Linked DNA regions of Mus musculus: region 2 is linked to region 1. The links are chromatin contacts, called in public Hi-C maps. All regions are on one chromosome and are shown on one strand. The core of a region is the stretch at or near the end of the contact, and the rest is flanking DNA. Distances in the headings are between cores, read along the strand shown. Region 1 overlaps Gm35574 (a long non-coding RNA gene). Region 2 overlaps Gm35658 (a long non-coding RNA gene).

What was found. A called contact is a pair of places that touch in the nucleus more often than the background predicts.
Region 2: a Hi-C map of bone marrow-derived macrophages shows a contact between it and region 1, with 44 read pairs. The contact joins two enhancer-like sites. A contact is called at or near these places in 9 of 484 Hi-C or Micro-C datasets (the Ba/F3 cell line, the G1E-ER4 cell line, LSK cells and 5 more), 9 of 115 datasets of contacts at active chromatin or transcription factors (acute myeloid leukemia, bone marrow-derived macrophages, embryonic hindbrain and 6 more) and 1 of 9 other capture datasets (embryonic stem cells).

The regions. Positions count from the first base shown.
Region 1 is chr9:63,002,524-63,007,971 of GRCm38.p6, forward strand. The region is part of intron 5 of Gm35574 (a long non-coding RNA gene); the gene reads left to right. Among named protein-coding and RNA genes, the nearest start is that of Gm24526, 22 kb to the right of the region's middle. Within about 2 kb of position 3,803, at least 12 of the 459 cell types and tissues checked have an H3K27ac peak or open chromatin away from gene starts, as enhancers often do. A contact at or near this core is called in bone marrow-derived macrophages, where this site is marked.
Region 2 is chr9:63,107,275-63,112,264 of GRCm38.p6, forward strand. Gm35658 (a long non-coding RNA gene) reads left to right here. Exons shown (of 3, transcript XR_870837.2): 3 at 1-959. Among named protein-coding and RNA genes, the nearest start is that of Gm35658, 16 kb to the left of the region's middle. Within about 2 kb of position 2,062, at least 200 of the 459 cell types and tissues checked have an H3K27ac peak or open chromatin away from gene starts, as enhancers often do. A contact at or near this core is called in bone marrow-derived macrophages, where this site is marked.

The DNA.
Region 1 (5,448 bases), core at 2,553-5,052:
ATAGTGGTTCAAAATGTACCCATCCAGCCTGTTCATTATCTCTCACTTTCAGAACAGTAATTAATAAGAAATAAGACATGCTCATTTAAAAATAAGCCTTGTGTTAAATGATTTGCCCAGCTGGAGGCTAACGTGTTCTGAGCATATTTTAGTAGGCTAAGGCTAAGCATGATACTTGGCAGGTTGGATGTATTAAAAGCAACTCTTTTAAGATTGTGGTGGTTTGAATATTCTCGGCTCAGGGAGTGGCACTATTAAGAGGTATAGCCTTGCTGGAGTAGGTGTGACCTTGTTGGGAGGAAGTGTATAAATGTGGGGGTGGGCTTTGAAACCCTCCTCCTAGCTGCATGGAAGTCAGTCTTTTTCTGGCTGACTTTGGATCAAGATGTAGAACTCTTGGCTCCTTCTCCAACACCGTGTCTGCCTGCACACTGCCATGCTTCCTGCCATGAAGATAATGGACTGAACCTCTAAACCTGTAAGCCAGCCCCAATTAAATGTTGTCCCTTATAAGAGCTGCCCTGGTCTTGGTGTCTCTTCTCAGTAAGGAAAACACTAAGATGAAGAATTATTTTTTATTTTTGTATGTCTGTGTATGGATATTGTGCACTTGCGTGCAGGAGCCCACAGAGGCCAAAGAAAGGCATTGGATCCCCTGAAGCTACCACCCATCTGGAGGATGCTCGAGACTGAAAATGGGTTCTCTGGAAGAGCAGCAAACACTTTTAACCTCTGAACCACTTTTCCATGCCCTTAAATATGTTATTTTATTTTACTTTATGTGCATTGATGTTTTGCCTGCATATATGTCTGTCTGAGAGTATCAGATCTCCTGGAACTGGAGCCACAGACAGTTGTGAGCTGCCATGTAGGTACAGGGAATTGAACCCATGTCCTTTGGAAGAGGAGCCAGGGCTCTTAACTACTGAGCCATCTTTTCAATTCCCCCTCCTTCACCCCCTGCCAGCAATGTATTTTTGAATGATGTTTTCAACTTATGATAGGTTTTTCAAGACTTAACCCTATTGTACGTAGGGAGAGATATTTGTATTTGTTTATCTGGTTTGTTTGTTTAGGTTTTAGGGGACAGGGTCATATGATATAAGTTTAAGCTGGTGGAAAATATGATGTCCTTCTGTCTGAGCCTCCCCCATATAAGGATTACACGTGTATATTACTGCGCCAGGTATGAATATCTTCTAAATGAAAGGAGCTTCAAATATGCTTTCTGATTCATCAAAGGTTCACTTATGGCCTTAATGGCCTCAGAGCAAACATTTATTTTCCTAAAATTAGTACTATATCTATGGCTTAAATCAAACAGAGCTAGTCCCCAGCCCCCTGGGATTAAATCCTAAGCTTGGAACAGGTCTTACAGTCCTTTGACAGTCCTTCATTGTACCTAAGAAAGTTCTTAGAAAGTATTTCCTGGGTCACTAAGATAGCTTAGTAGGAATGAGGGCTTGCCACCAGACCTGGCATTTGAATTCAATCCCTGGGGATCACGTGATGGAAGGAAATCACCAACTTCCACAAGTTGTCTGTCTTCTGACCTTCACACACAGAGGCATACCTACACATAAACAAATAAAATGTAATGAGTAAAATCAACCTTAAAACATTTCCTGGGTAGGTGGTAAGCATGGTATAGCGTATGCTGTATAAAGTCTTACTGTTGGCATGAGTGGGTGCTGAGGAGTGCTTCACTGTTTCAGACAGGATAGGAACTAAAAAAGTATTTTCCATTTAGAAGCACATCAAGGATAGTCAATGAGGCTTGGTGTCAGAGCTATGGGATGGCCAAGAACATCTGGAATCTGAATTCTCTACAGCACTGCCCTTAATTGTTTGCAGCTCCTAATAGAAAATAGTCAATAGTCCCAAAGTCAGCCTAGCTCTCCCGCAAGACGTGCCGTGAGCTCCCTCTCCTTCTTAGCTTGGGCAGACCAGTGAGAAATTAATGAATTTAGAAGTGACCCAAACCCTGAACCAACTGCCCTAAGGATGCCCGAGATGCATCAGTTGTAGACATTCATGGAGAATGATAGGAGAGACACAGTTATTCACAGCAAACAGTCTTTGATTAGATCTATCCCACCCTGTCACGACAAGCAGCTGGGCCATTACAAACTACAGATCACCACTTAGGCTAATGTATTTTGTTTGCCCGACACCCCCCCAAGAGCCTTTCATCTGTCTGCAGAGATGACACATAGCCTAGTTTTGTTGTACGCTAAGTCAGAGCACCCAGGTCTCCCATAATGCTTTAGAAGACTGGTCTCAAGAGACAGCTGCATGCATACCCACACACACATACGATATAACACACATAATAGCACCATTATTTTGAGGCAGAGTTTCATGTAGCCTAAGCTGGTTTCAAATTTCCTACATAGTTGGGGTTAACCTAGAACTCCTAATCCTCCTGCTTTTATGTTCCAAGAAATTACAGGCGTGAGCCACCACACCATTTATGCTTCCATGAGGATCAAATCCAAGCCTTTGGGCATGCTAGACATTCACTCTATCAACCAAGCTACATTTCCAGCCACATATATATTTGGTAGAATAGTGAGTAAAGTCTGAGCACCAATGAAAATAAGGTATGCAGCCTTCTGTTTTCTTTTCTTTGCTCTGCTTCTCAGGACTCCTCTGTATGTATACAAACAAACAAACAAACAAACAAACAAAAACACCTTTTGCCAAATCCAGAGTGGTTATGTGAGCAAGCTGAACCTGTAAACTCTGAACTCACACTGAGAAATACTAGTTTCACAGTGAGTGGTTTGTGTTCAGGACATAGGAACTCAGGAGCTTGGAAGTGATGGTGTCTACTACATTGTCTGGGCAGCAAAGCCAGAACACAGAAAAAAAGAAAGTAGACTGAGGTATTTACTGGGCATGCCCAGCACTCAAGTGGGACAAGATGACAAAGGAGTATTGATTACCTTTGTTTGAAATATAATGTGTTTAGCGTATTTAAATTTGCACACATTAATTTTTTCTTATGTTTTTATTTATGCACATATACATGTCACAGTACGTGTGCGGAGATCAGAAGACAACCTGTTAGATTTGATTTTCTCCTTCCACCCTGAGGGTTCTCAGGGCGGAGCTCAAGTTGTCTGCCTTGCTGAGCCATCTTGCCAGCCCTGTATAATTTAATTTTAATAAAAACTGTTACTGGCAAAATTCCTATAAACTTCACCATCTGCTTTTGTAAACTGGTATGTGATAGCACGCCACCAACTAAAATGAGTGTTTGCTAGTCAAATCCAAATATAAATCCAGGGTTTGTATTATAGCTGATAGAGAGCTTTCTCATCTAACCCTCCATCGCTAGCTCTTGAAACATCAATTCTTTGCTATAATGCTTAGATCCAGGCTCATCCAACCTCCAACCACAGTCTGAACGAAGCCTGGGACGGCTATGAGTGCCCCCAACAGAAAACCATGAACTTACTTACATAAGTCATCATGAGAATTTTTTTTTCCAACTTGATTGTGGAGTTCCCAAGTATAAAGATTGTGGATAACAACATCTTGTCACAACAAGAAGAGACTGATCATTTCATTCCCCATGACATCTGTCCCAAAGATTTCCTCTCTCAAAGAGCAGCTGCCTCTCTCCCCATGCCCACTTCTCAGTCCCTCTGGGCTCCACTCTCAGCCATCAGCTTTAGGACATCAGACCCTTACACAACAGTCAGCATTTTCCAAACTGAACTGTTTGCTTCTGCCTGAACTTGCTCTTCCTCCAGCCTCTCCACCGATTTCACACCCTAACCACAAAGAACTGTTTGTTCCCTATTGCTATCCCTGCTCCCTCTGTTTACCCGCTGTAAACTGTTAGTGCAGTGGCTCTCTACCTCAGCTACCTTCCCAAAAAATGCAAAGCTGGGTACCACAGGCAGCAATCCAGATGCGACTGGCAAGAGAGATGGCCTGGGCAGTGGCAGGGTGGGAGAAGCAGCTAAAAACAAAAACAAAACAAAAACCAGCCTCCCAGTGGACTGTGAAATCCTTCTAGTGGACTTTGACGATACAAACCTGTGTTCATGCCGTACTTTCATGCTCTCCCGGAACACTTACTGATGTCAATAGCAGTAGTGTGGACACTGGAGATTAGATCCCAGTGGGTGCTACCCAGGTGTTCTCCCAAGCTATCCTCAGAGCCTGTGATTTACTATTGTTGCTTTTCCTTTTAAAAAATATATAGCTGGCTGTGGTGGCATTTTCTTTTAATCTCAAAGGCAGAGGCAGGCAGGTCACTGTGAGTTTAAGGGCAGCTTGACCTACATGACAAGTTCCAGGACTACACAGAGAGAGACCCTGCCTCAAAAAAAATTTGTTAATATTTGTAATGTATGTGTGTATGTTCCTGGATAATGTGTGCCATGTGTGTGCGGGGGCCACAGAGGCCAGAAGAGGGCATCTGAGTTTCAGCCCATTTTGAGCCACCTTGTATGAAAGCTGGGAACCAAACCCGGGTCCTTTACAAGAACAACAATGGCTCCTAACCACTGAGCCATCTCTCCTGTGCCTTTGTCTGTTTTTCTTTTTCAAGACAGGGTTTCTCTGTGTAGTCCTGGAACTCTCTCTGTAGACCAGGCTGTCCTCAAACGCACAGAGACTTGCTTGCTTCTGCTTCTTGAGTGCTGGGATCAAAGACATATGCCACTATGCCTGGCTTACCTATATTTTGAAATTAAAAAAAAAAGAAAGAAAGGAAGGAAGAAAGAAAGAAATAAAGAAAGAAAGAAAGAAAGAGAAAAATGTCATCTCCCATTGTCTGTCTCTAAAGCTCTGACAGAAACACACCTCATAAAAGGGAGGGATGAGTCCAGGCAGTCAGATCTTTGGGTACTACTTCAATGGTGGGTCCTAACATGGGGACTCATGTTGGGATGCCTGGATCTGTGATTGGGCTGGGTAGTTCACCAAGAACTGTGTGGGCCCTTGGGGTTTCTCTGTCTTTGCCTGGCAGCAGAGCTACAAAGTTGCAGCCCAGGCTGGCCTTGAACTGTTAATCCTCCTGCCTCCATCTGTTCAGTAGATTCCGCTGGCCTGTACCGCACACCCAGCTGTTGTTTTTCATTGTCTGCCGAGATCAGCTGATTCTGCCTCCCAGACCACTGTATGTCTGGGTATCCACTGTCCTTCCCCACCTCCTAGATTACCATAATGGCTTCTGGATTGGCCTCCCCCAAGTCAGCCTCTCCTCTCGCATCCCAATTCAACAACCAAAGCAGTCTTTTCCAAATGCAGGTCTGGTCATGTTTTACACCCACTCTTAAGTCATCATAGCAACAAGCGTTAGTTCTGCAGCATTTAGACACAAAGTATATCAAGTCGTTATCCCTCCAGGGCAAGTTAGGTTGACGTCCAGCATCCATTTTCCAGGAGAGTGACTTGATACTGTGTTTTTCTTTCTGGGGTCATATAGGA
Region 2 (4,990 bases), core at 812-3,311, 100 kb after region 1:
GCAGGAAGTTCAAGACCAGCCTTAGCCAAAACAACAAAAGACCCTTTCCCAAAACAACAAAAAGTTTCATTCATGATTGTCAAAATGGACAGCAAGATGGCTTGGCAGGAAAAGATGCTTGCGACTAAGCCTGTGTTCTATACAGGGTAGAAGGTAAAAGCTCCCCCTGCAAGCTGTTCTCTAACCTCTACACACACAGTAATGGTACATCCACACCTTTCCCTCACAGGAAATTCATTAATTAATTATTCTTAGGGTTCCAATTTCTGTGATGAAACACCATGACCAAAGGCAACGTGGAAGGAAAGAATTTATTTCAGCTTACACTTCCACATCAGTCCATCACAGAGAAGTCAGGGCAGGAACTCAAAATTGAGCAGGACCATGGAGGCAGGAGCTGATACAGAGGCCATGGAGGGCCACTAATCACTGGCTTGCCCCTTGCGACTTTCTTACCACATCCAGGATCATCAGCCCGCAGGTGCCACCATCCACAATGGCTGGGTCCACTCATATAAACCATCAATCAAGAGAATGCGCCATAGAATGAGTCTATTAGTCAACCTGGTGGAGGTATTCTCTCTTTTGAGGTTCCCACTACCAAAATTACTCTAGCCTGTGTCAGCTTGACATAAAAATTAGCACATAAATTTAGTAAAAAAAAAAAAAAATCAAAATTAACAAAGATACCATAATTTTCAACAGTTGTAGACAATTCAAAAGGTGAATTAGTAAACTGAAGTTCAACAGTTCAACAATACCATGGGATATAATTAAGCAGACTTAATAAATGAGCTCTCAGCTATAAAAACAAAAACAAAAACATGAAAGAAACTTAAGAACATACTACTTAGTGAAGGAAGCCATTCTGAAAAATTCACAAAGGGCACTGTGGAATAAACAAAAACATAGAGATGAAAACATAAAGAAATAAAAACAGACAAAACCAGAAAACTACAGTGCTGCTCTGGGGCTGTGTCTTATTTTTCTCCCTGACGAAAGCAATTTGAGAGGGAAAGGGTGCATTTTTGCCACAGTTCAAGGTGGAGAAGTCAACTCATCTGCTGCCCAGCTCTGGCTCTCCATGTACTTGGTCCAAGATCCTAGCGCCAGGAATGATTCTGTCCACAGTGGGTGAGTCTTCCCACCTCCATTAAAAAAAAGTCAAGATAGCTGGGCGTGGTGGCACACGCCTTTAATCCCAGCACTCGGGAGGCAGAGGCAGGAGGATTTCTGAGTTCGAGGCCAGCCTGGTCTACAAAGTGAGTTCAAGGACAGCCAGGGCTACACAGAGAAACCCTGTCTCAAAAACCAAAAAAAAAAAAAAAAAAGTCAAGATAAGTCCCCACAGGCATGGCCAGAGGCCCATCTTGGGGTAACTCCAGAGCTTACCAAGTTGACAATTAACATTAACCAGCACAGGCTGAAGGGGGAGCAGGATTCTGCAGTGACGGCTGCCTTTGCCAAAAGCTGATGACTTTTCAGTACAGATCGGCCCTTCAACCGAGTAGTGAATAGAAATGCAGAGATTCTGTGGATCCAGGGTTAGAAAAGCAAAAAGCCAAACCAGAGGAGCTGGGGATGCTGGGAAAGAGGCCCGAAAGGGTATCCTACAAGTTTCTGTTAACCTAAAACTGCTCTGAAAAGTGGGTTAAATATCAACTGTACAATGGTGGGACCCCATTGTTAATCCATGTGGCCATGCGTGCAAATACTGGGCAAAGTATGGGGATGGGGGGCGTACAACCAAAACGAAAGGCTATGGTCTACTGTGGGATCACAGGAGCTCACTCTGCAGGCTCTCCTTGTCCTTATTTTCCAGAACAGGAAGAGCTAGGGGCGGCAGGGAGAGCAGGAGCGAGCTGTGCGCTTGCTTGGCGGGACGCCTGTCCTGGCCAAGCATCACTAACCCGACAGAGGATTCCTTGCGTGCAACTGCGGGTGCACACCCCGGCCGGTGCGGGCGGTCCCCGAAGGCCGGTCTAGGGCCCACGATGTTCTCGCGCCCCTTTGCGGGAAGCAGCCGCTGGGTCATCCCCGCAGTGCTTTCGGTTTGCTGGAATGTTCCCCCAACTGCAGAAGTGCACTTTGTTCCCGAGTGGGGGAGGGGCAGCAGGACTCAGCTCCAGGGCGCCCTAGGACTTGGAGGGCGGCCAGCTTTCCGTTCCCAGGGTGCCTTCTGGCGGGGGCGGGGGTTGTCTGCATCCCAGCTGGGCAGCTGGAGGATACTGGACCCGCCTGGACTTCAGGGCCAGCCCTGCCACCCACTAGCTTCATGTTCTGCATCAGGGGTTTGATTTCCTCATTTGCAAAATAGGGACCTGAATAATGTTGACAGCACGCACTACCGGCCTCTGCCGTGTTCCTCTGCGTGTACCTTCCTCCCAATATCCCTTTGAAGTGATACTGTTAACGTAATAAGGTAATTATACTATTAGTTGGATAATTCTCCCTGGCTGCCCACACCCTTTGAACATCACAGATGCTCTGGTCACTGAAAGGCTGGCCCAGCCTCCTCCCAGTAATAAAATGTGTACTATTATTTTCACTTTAAAGATGAAGGCAGAGAAGCTAAGAACAGGTAAGTCACTTGTGGAATGGCACAGTTCCCAAGTGGCCGGGCCATCCAGACATAAACGCAAGCAGTCAGCTGGAGGCTTTCCAGCTCTTAAAATGCAAATACTGCCTTCCTACTGCTGGTTCCTGGAGGCCCTTCAAATTCAGATAAATATACTTATTCAGTCATTTCAGGCTGGGTGTGGTGGTGCATGCCTGTAATCTCAGCATTCAGGATGCTGAGGCAGGGGGAATGCATGTTGGAGTCTAGCCTGGGCTATACAGTTAAGTCTAAAACCAGCCTGAATTATAAAGTGAGAATTTGTCTCAAAAATATGAAAAGTTTGTATGTGGACGCTTAGCAGGTATAAACCTTAGGACCTGAGTTCCATCCCAGGAACCCATGATGGGAGGAGAGAAGTGATCCTTGCATGTCCGCAGACCTCCACACACGTTAACAGTCTCCTTCCTCCCTTCCTTCCTCCCTTCCTCCCTTCCTTTCTTTCTATATTTACTTTTGAGAAAGTCTCACGGTATAGACTGGCTGTCCTAGGACTTGCTATGTAGGGCAGGGTGGCCTGAAACTCGGAGGTCTGCCTGATTATGCATCCCAAGAGCTGCATGCACCACCATAATGGAAAATATATGCACTTTTATAAAAATCAAAAGTAAATGAAGCAGGCCTCCCAGCACTTGAAAATAAATGCATGCCAATCACTGTGATCTCCAGGTCAACCAGAGGTACTCAAAGGATCTAAAAAAAAAAAAAAAAAAAAAAAAAAAAAGAAAGGAAGAAAAGGAAAAAAAAAAGAAAAAGAAAAGAAAGGAAGAAAAGAAATCCAAATGAGTAAGTAAAGAGAAGCCGAGAGAGACAGTGCTGTACACACAGCCCTTTCTAAGGGAGGGATTGTTACTAATACTTCTTACTAAGGAATGGTGCTTATCACCATCTCAGACCTACCATTCTCAAAATACCTCTTAATACTTCCTGCGTATGTGTGTGCATGCAAGGGTGTGTGTGTAAGGCCAGGATCTTGCATGTTAAATCATGCAAGCATGCTTTTTCACCTGGCTACATCCCCCAGACTGACTGCTTCCTTTTATTGTATTTCCTAAGAATGTGGCCTCCTCCAGTGGCTGATGGTACAGGCTAGCCTTGAAGGACAGGAGCCAACTTGGGTAATTCAAGGAGCTTTCAAGCTGTGAGGGTGTAATGAGCAGCAGGTAACATGTCACACCCACTGTGGAGTCTCTCCTGGAGTTCAGCTACCTCCTGCACTGTGCCTGTGGAACTCCTGCTCGCTCCTGCACGCTCGAGAGTGCGCGCGCACACACAGACACACAGACACACAGACACACAGACACACAGACACACACACACACACACACACACACACACACACACACACACGCACGCAGACTGCATGCAGAAGGCAGAGGTGGCTGTGGGTCAGCTGCCCTTCATTATAAACAAATGGGAGGTTGATGTCAAGGCGCACTTGTGTGTTGTCACAGGTGCATTTACCATCCTCTGTCACAGGACTGAGAAGCCATGAGTAGTCACTCATGTCCATCTTCTTCCTGTAAGTGTGAAGTCTACTGATGTTTTGATGAAACTGGTCCTGCACTGGGAAAAATAAAAGAAACGTATAGACTTATGGTGATCGGATTGTGAGTATTTGATGAATCTTGGTGCTTACTTGGGGCCACTCACACTTTTTCAAAGCCCCACCCCAATCCCCCCCCTTTTTTAAATTATTATTTATTTATTATATGTAAGTACACTGTAGCTGTCTTCAGACACTCCAGAAGAGGGCGTCAGATCTCGTTACAGATGGTTGTGAGCCACCATGTGGTTGCTGGGATTTGAACTCCAGACCTTTGGAAGAGCAGTCGGGTGCTCTTACCCACTGAGCCATCTCACCAGCCCCCCAACCCCCTTTTTAAGATTTAATTTTTAATCTCCCTCTTTCCCTCTCCTCCTCCCCTGTGTGTGTATTTGTGTGTGTGCTCGTGCCCATGGAAGCGGGAAAAGAGTCAACTCCTCTTAACTACAAAGAAAAGGCCAATGGTGGTGTCATTTGTGGAAAGAGCGCTATCAGAGCTGAGGTTCTGCGTTTTATTTAAGGAGAAAAAGCTACTGAGTTCAGAAACGAAGTGAGTCCCATTGATGTAGACTTCTGTGGAGGGAGAGGAAGGCACACAGTGCACTTTACAGGGATATGGGTATCACCTTCCTTTCCTCTGGACCCCCCCAGGCCAGAGCTCAGCCACATGGCCTCACACCTAACTGAAAGCATGCTTGGAAATGCAGTTTTAGTCTGGGTGGCTTTGTGTCCAGCTTCAAAAACAATAACATGCATTTAGAAAATTGGAAACAAGCTGGGTGGTGGTGGTGGTGTGGGCGGGCCTTTAATCCCATCACTCAGGAGAC